2 separate regions of the Sus scrofa genome follow, and region 2 is linked to region 1. The links are chromatin contacts, called in public Hi-C maps. All regions are on one chromosome and are shown on one strand. The core of a region is the stretch at or near the end of the contact, and the rest is flanking DNA. Distances in the headings are between cores, read along the strand shown. Region 1 holds the start of MAP1LC3A (microtubule associated protein 1 light chain 3 alpha). Region 2 holds the start of TP53INP2 (tumor protein p53-inducible nuclear protein 2).

Region 1 (2,610 bases), core at 51-2,550:
CCAGGAGCTCCCTGGGCAGAGCCTGACAGGGCCCCCGACTCCCAGCCAACACCCCCTACTGCTGGCTCAGAAGCCGAAGGTTTCCTGGGAGGCGTAGACCATGTAGAGGAAGCCATCCTCATCCTTCTCCTGCTCATAGATGTCCGCGATGGGCGTGGACACGCTCACCATGCTGTGCTGGTTCACCAGCAGGAAGAAGGCCTGCGTGGGGTTCAGCTGCAGGCGGCGCCTGAGGTGGGCGGGAGGGCAAGCCAAACGTGAGGGGCCTGGCCGCTGGGTGAGTGTAGCCCTCACCCCCTACCCACCCTGACTTTGATTCTCCCCCTCACACCCATCCCAGCCCCTTCTAGAAGCTCTCACCTCTGACAAGATACTGATCCCAGGCCTGACCTTGACCGTTCCCAACCTCCCCAGAAGAGGGCTTCGGCACCCCGTCCCATGTCCCACCCCCACCCCTTCCTTCTCAGAAGGACCCAGACCAATGCCTGATCCCAGCAGGACCCAAGTCCCCCTCCTGACAGCTGCTGCCAGCGCACCGGATGATCTTGACCAACTCGCTCATGTTGACATGGTCTGGGACCAGGAACTTGGTCTTGTCCAGGACTGGCAGCTGCTTCTCACCCTTGTAGCGCTCGATGATCACCTGGGAGTGAGGTGGGGCGGGGACGCGTGAGCGGGAGGCTGGACCTGGGGCCAGGGGACGGGGGCGGGGTATGCGGTAGGACTCACCGGGATCTTGCTAGGGTGCTGGTCGCGGATCTGCTGCACCTCCTTACGGCGGTCGGCTGCAGACAGCAGTCGGGGATGAGGCCAGCCGAGGTTCTCCTTGGGTTCCGCCCCACTAGTCCCCGAGGGGCGGCCCCCGACCCCGCCCCGCCCCCCGCCAAGCCCCAGGCGGGTGGAGGTAGGGCCAGGGCCGGGGCACAGCACTGGGATGGGAGGCGGAGGCCCGGGCCCAGGCCCTAGCCTGCTTCCCAGCCCAGGGGTCCAACCCGAGCTTGACGTCATGAAGCTGACGTCACCTGCGGCAGACAAGTAGATCTGCCAACACCCCCGACCCCCCCACGCCCCCACCCCTAGCGCTCGCAGATCGCCAGTCGGGCCTCACCGAAGCTCCGCCGCTGCTTGAAAGGCCGGTCTGAGGGCATCGCACAGGCCCGGCGGAGCGCGCAGGCCGGGGCTCCCGGTCGCGCGAGGCGGGGAGGTGGCTGTGGTTTGGGGGCTCCGGGGGCTCCGCGTCTCCCGCTCAAGGGCTCTGGGGCTCGCGCTGAGCCCAGCGGCGGCGGCTCGGGGAGGTAACTCGCCCGGGTGACGTCAGGTCATAACATTCCTTAAAGGGGAGGCCAGCGCGCCGTTCCCATTGGGCCGACGCAAAATCTGCCCGCCCGGGCCCGTGACATCACGGCGCAGGGAGCCTGCATTCCCGCCCCCACCCCCAACCCCACACTGCGAAGGAGGGGAGGCGCCCAGTGAGCGTCACAGTCCTGTGACGTCACGGCCTGTGCAGGGGCAGGCGAGGTGGGCTCCCCCAGGCCCAGGGTGAGGGGAGAATGGACGCCAGCAAGGCCAGGGAGCAGGCTGGCTGGTCTGGCGGTGGGGAGAGCTGGCCAGGCTGCGGCATAGCATCCTTCTGTTTCCACTGTAACCAAGGCGTCAGACAGCCCTCGCTCAGAGTCTTTTCTGTTCCAGGGACCGTATGAGGCATTGGGGATGACAACAGTGAACCAGAAGTCTTCATCCTGGAGCATATGGTTAGAGAAAGAAAAAGGTAGTGGTCATTGTGGGGGGTTGGGTGAGCATTAAAACATGAAGACAGCAAGACACTGAAAAGGAACCTAGAGGTTTTAGAAGGAATTTCTAGAATTGAAAAACAGCTACTGAAATTCAGGTCTCAGAAGGACGAGGCAAGCAAGCCCTGTTAGATATAGCAAAAAAGAAAATCACTGAAGTGGATGAGAGAGCAGAAGCAATTACCTGGAAAACAAACCATGTTTACATGGTATAAAATAAGTGACAGAAATGGCAAAGTGAGAATTCACAGGTCTAATTAGCATTCCAGAAGGAGAGAAAAGACCGTGAAGCTCTGGAGAAAAACTTCCAAAATTGATTAAAAACCAGGATCCTCATATAACATCCAGAACAGAATAAATAAAAACTCATCTAGACACTCTGTAGTGAATTTGCCCAACTCTAAGGAGAAGAAATTAGAAAAATGGTAAGCTACTAAGCTGGTAAAATGGGAAGTGGATCTAAACAAACACCTGCTGTGGAACAAGAATGGTGCTGATGAGTCTGGAGCATAGCACAGGAGCATGGCACATGTAGGACTGGGGAGGGGGGTCAGAGGTCAAGTGTTTTAAGAAGCTTGATTTATTGGAGAGGAAGAGGATAAAGCTAACTGATAATTACCTGGCTTTGTATAGTCAAGTATGTATTTCAAACACTTCAGAGGGATCACTCAAAGAATAGAAAGTATATGTCAATGCATAAAAGAGAAAAGTTTAGTAAAGGGTATTAAAAAAATGTAATAGATAGAAAAAGAGAAAAGGGAAAGCAAAGTGAAAAGAATGGTATATAAATGGTACAAAACCAGAGGTATTAAATGTTTTA
Region 2 (2,610 bases), core at 66-2,565, 150 kb before region 1:
GCCAGGTCAGTCCTTCCTAGCTGACAACTCTGATGTTGGGAGGCAAAGAAGGGCCAAACAAAGGGAACTCTCACCTCTACCCCATCCCAACATCGGCCCTGGAGACAGCCTGATGCAGCCACTGACTCACCTTTCTGCAGTCAAAACAGATGGGAGGGAGTAATTTTACTGGGCTCTGGAACTCCAGGGTATAAAGTAAGGATCAGGGCTTCAAAAGGGGACCCAATCTCCTAGGAGCCCTATCAAATTTGGATGGCGCTTAGCCCAAGGTACAGTCCTCAGTGGAAGGAGAATGTGTAACTACTTGTAATAAGCTCATACTAAGTATGTGCCCAGGGCTAATGCATCTGCCACTCACTAGGCAGGCATGACTCTAATTGGCTGCAGGACCTAGAGTAAGCCACTTGCCCGCTCCTGGCCTCAGTTTTCCCTTCCGTGAAATGGGGTCTAAGACCCCTCCTTTCGGGAAGTGACGTGACCTCAGTTAAGGCGCTGCACACATTTCAGGGATTAGAAGGATGTAATTATGTTAGTCCAGGGGTGCAGAGCCTGGAGCCAGAGGGAGGGGATTCCACCACCATCTGGCGCTGCCTCAACGATCCGGCTGGAGCCAAAGCTTCAGGCGCCCCTGAACTCCTGACAACCCCCTCCCCCAATGTAGACCCAGTAACGCTGTTTGAACCTCTCTCAAGTCGCAAGGAGAAAGTAGAGGATCAGAGGCTTGAACGCAGCTCTTGGATTAATCCAGAAAACTGGAGGACCTTTTGGTCCCGCTGCCTTTCAGCGTCCCTCACCCGTGGGCCCAGTCCCGACTCAGCGCCCGACGGGTCACGGGAGGACAGGCGACCCGAGCCGGGAGGGGGTGGGGGGGCGGTCCCGGCCTTGGTGACGTCTCAATGTCATATGCAAATATGCAGACGTCAGAGTCTACCGGACGGGCGGCAGCCAATCCAGAGGCGGGAGTGCAGCCCCGGCGGCCGCCGGCGGAAAGAGACAAAGACCCGGGAGCTGGGGGAGCGGGGAGTGTTCTGGGGCCCCGGGAGCCCAGGGGCCAAAGCTGATCAGAACTCACCTGGGGCAGGGGCGGGGCGGCAGGCGGAGGTGGCGCTGAGGTAGTTGTGAGGCGGAGTGTCCTAGGGTCCGCGGCTGATCACAGGCCCCGCCGCATCGCGGGGGCTAGGCGGGGAGGCGGCGGGGGTACGGGTCGGACGTTCCGGGTTGCTGCGCTCGCCCGCTGGGCTTCGAGTCTGTGCAGCAGCTGCTGGGCTCACAGCACAAATTGGAGCGTTCAAACAGCTGATTGTGACGTCACAAAGGGGCCCGCCCGCCTCGCGTCAGCGACCGGCGAAGCGGCGGCCAATCCCAGGCTGCGGATCTCCCCTCCCCGCCTCCTCCTTGGTTCGCTGGCTAGTGGCTCCCTCCCGGGATCAAGACTCCGAGCCGGAGGCTGGGGGGTGGGGCGTTCGGAGACGCGACTGCTGGGCGCTTGGAGCCCCTGCTCCTGGGCGACCCCACAGACCTCTCAGTGAGGAGAATTACCACTCCTTCTACAGGATCCCCATCTTTCTGTACTCCCTCCGCATATCCCAGCGCCTTTGCCCCTCCTGTCCGTTCACCTGTATCCTCTATCCAAATCCCTCGGTCTGTACCCTTTTCTCAACTCCGCGCCACATCCGTGACCTTCCAGTCTCCTCCTCCCCGCCCTTCTCCCGGGCCTCCGTTTTCTGCCTCACCTTCTCACCCCTACGCATTATCTGCTCTGCCGCTCCATTTTTCCTCATCTGGACAGGCTTGAGAGGTGGGGCACATCTCCCTTCCCCGGTTCCAGGGGTGTACCCGGGAGTATAGGAGAGTTGGTTAGACTGACAGAATATTTTTCAGAGTAGGACTTGGAGAGGGATTGCTCTGGGCTGAATAAACACTGAGCTAGAGAGTGCTCAGCACTGGAACGTTTCCACATCTTGTTTAACCCACCTTGCTGCTGGGGCTGGACAGAAAAGTGACGGGACAGGGATTGATTATTAGCCTCGATTTACACGCGGGAAAACTGAGACTCAACAAATCTCATGCTTAGTATGTAGATTTATATTCAGCAATGCATTGAGCAAATATTGAGTACCTACTATTGCTGCTGCCAGACCGGTAGCTGATATTTATTGAACACTTACTGAGTGCGAGGCACTGTGCTATAGTGCTTTATATGTCTTTTGATCTTCACAACAACCCTGAAAGATGGGTGTTATGCCCCTCCCCATTTTCCAGCTGAAGAAACAGGCTCAGAGAGCCTAAGCGATTTCCCAAGGTCACAAAGCTACAGCAAATGGCAGAGCCAGAACTTGAACCCATAGTTCCAGGCCCCAAATCTCTCCACTCTCTATAGGCACCAGACTGTCTAAATCCCAGAATGCTTCAGCCTCCCCAGGGAGATCTAGGCACAGTCTTGACTTTCCCCAAACTTGCTGTGTGACCTCAAGCAAGTCATGTTACCTCTCTGGACCTCAATTTCATTATCTATCAAACTTAACATATCCAAGTTTCCTTTTAGAGGTTCCTTCAAATGCTCCACCCTCAGGATTCTGCCAATCCCATCCTCTAGGTCCCCAGCATTCT

Evidence for each region. Hi-C and Micro-C count contacts between places; a contact is called where the count stands out from the background.
Region 2: a contact with region 1 is called in a Hi-C map of skeletal muscle, with 3 times the contacts expected there. The contact joins the promoter of TP53INP2 here to the promoter of MAP1LC3A in region 1. A contact is called at or near these places in 2 of 5 promoter capture datasets (fetal liver and liver), 5 of 47 Hi-C or Micro-C datasets (alveolar macrophages, embryonic fibroblasts, heart right ventricle and 2 more) and 2 of 2 datasets of contacts at active chromatin or transcription factors (alveolar macrophages and skeletal muscle).

The regions. Positions count from the first base shown.
Region 1 is chr17:37,956,520-37,959,129 of Sscrofa11.1, reverse strand. MAP1LC3A (microtubule associated protein 1 light chain 3 alpha) reads right to left here and starts at 1,300. Exons shown (of 4, transcript NM_001170827.1): 1 at 1,109-1,300; 2 at 730-785; 3 at 537-643; 4 at 1-229. The coding sequence starts at 1,148. The coding sequence ends at 67.
Region 2 is chr17:38,102,894-38,105,503 of Sscrofa11.1, reverse strand. TP53INP2 (tumor protein p53-inducible nuclear protein 2) reads right to left here and starts at 1,315. Exons shown (of 4, transcript XM_003359949.4): 1 at 1,073-1,315.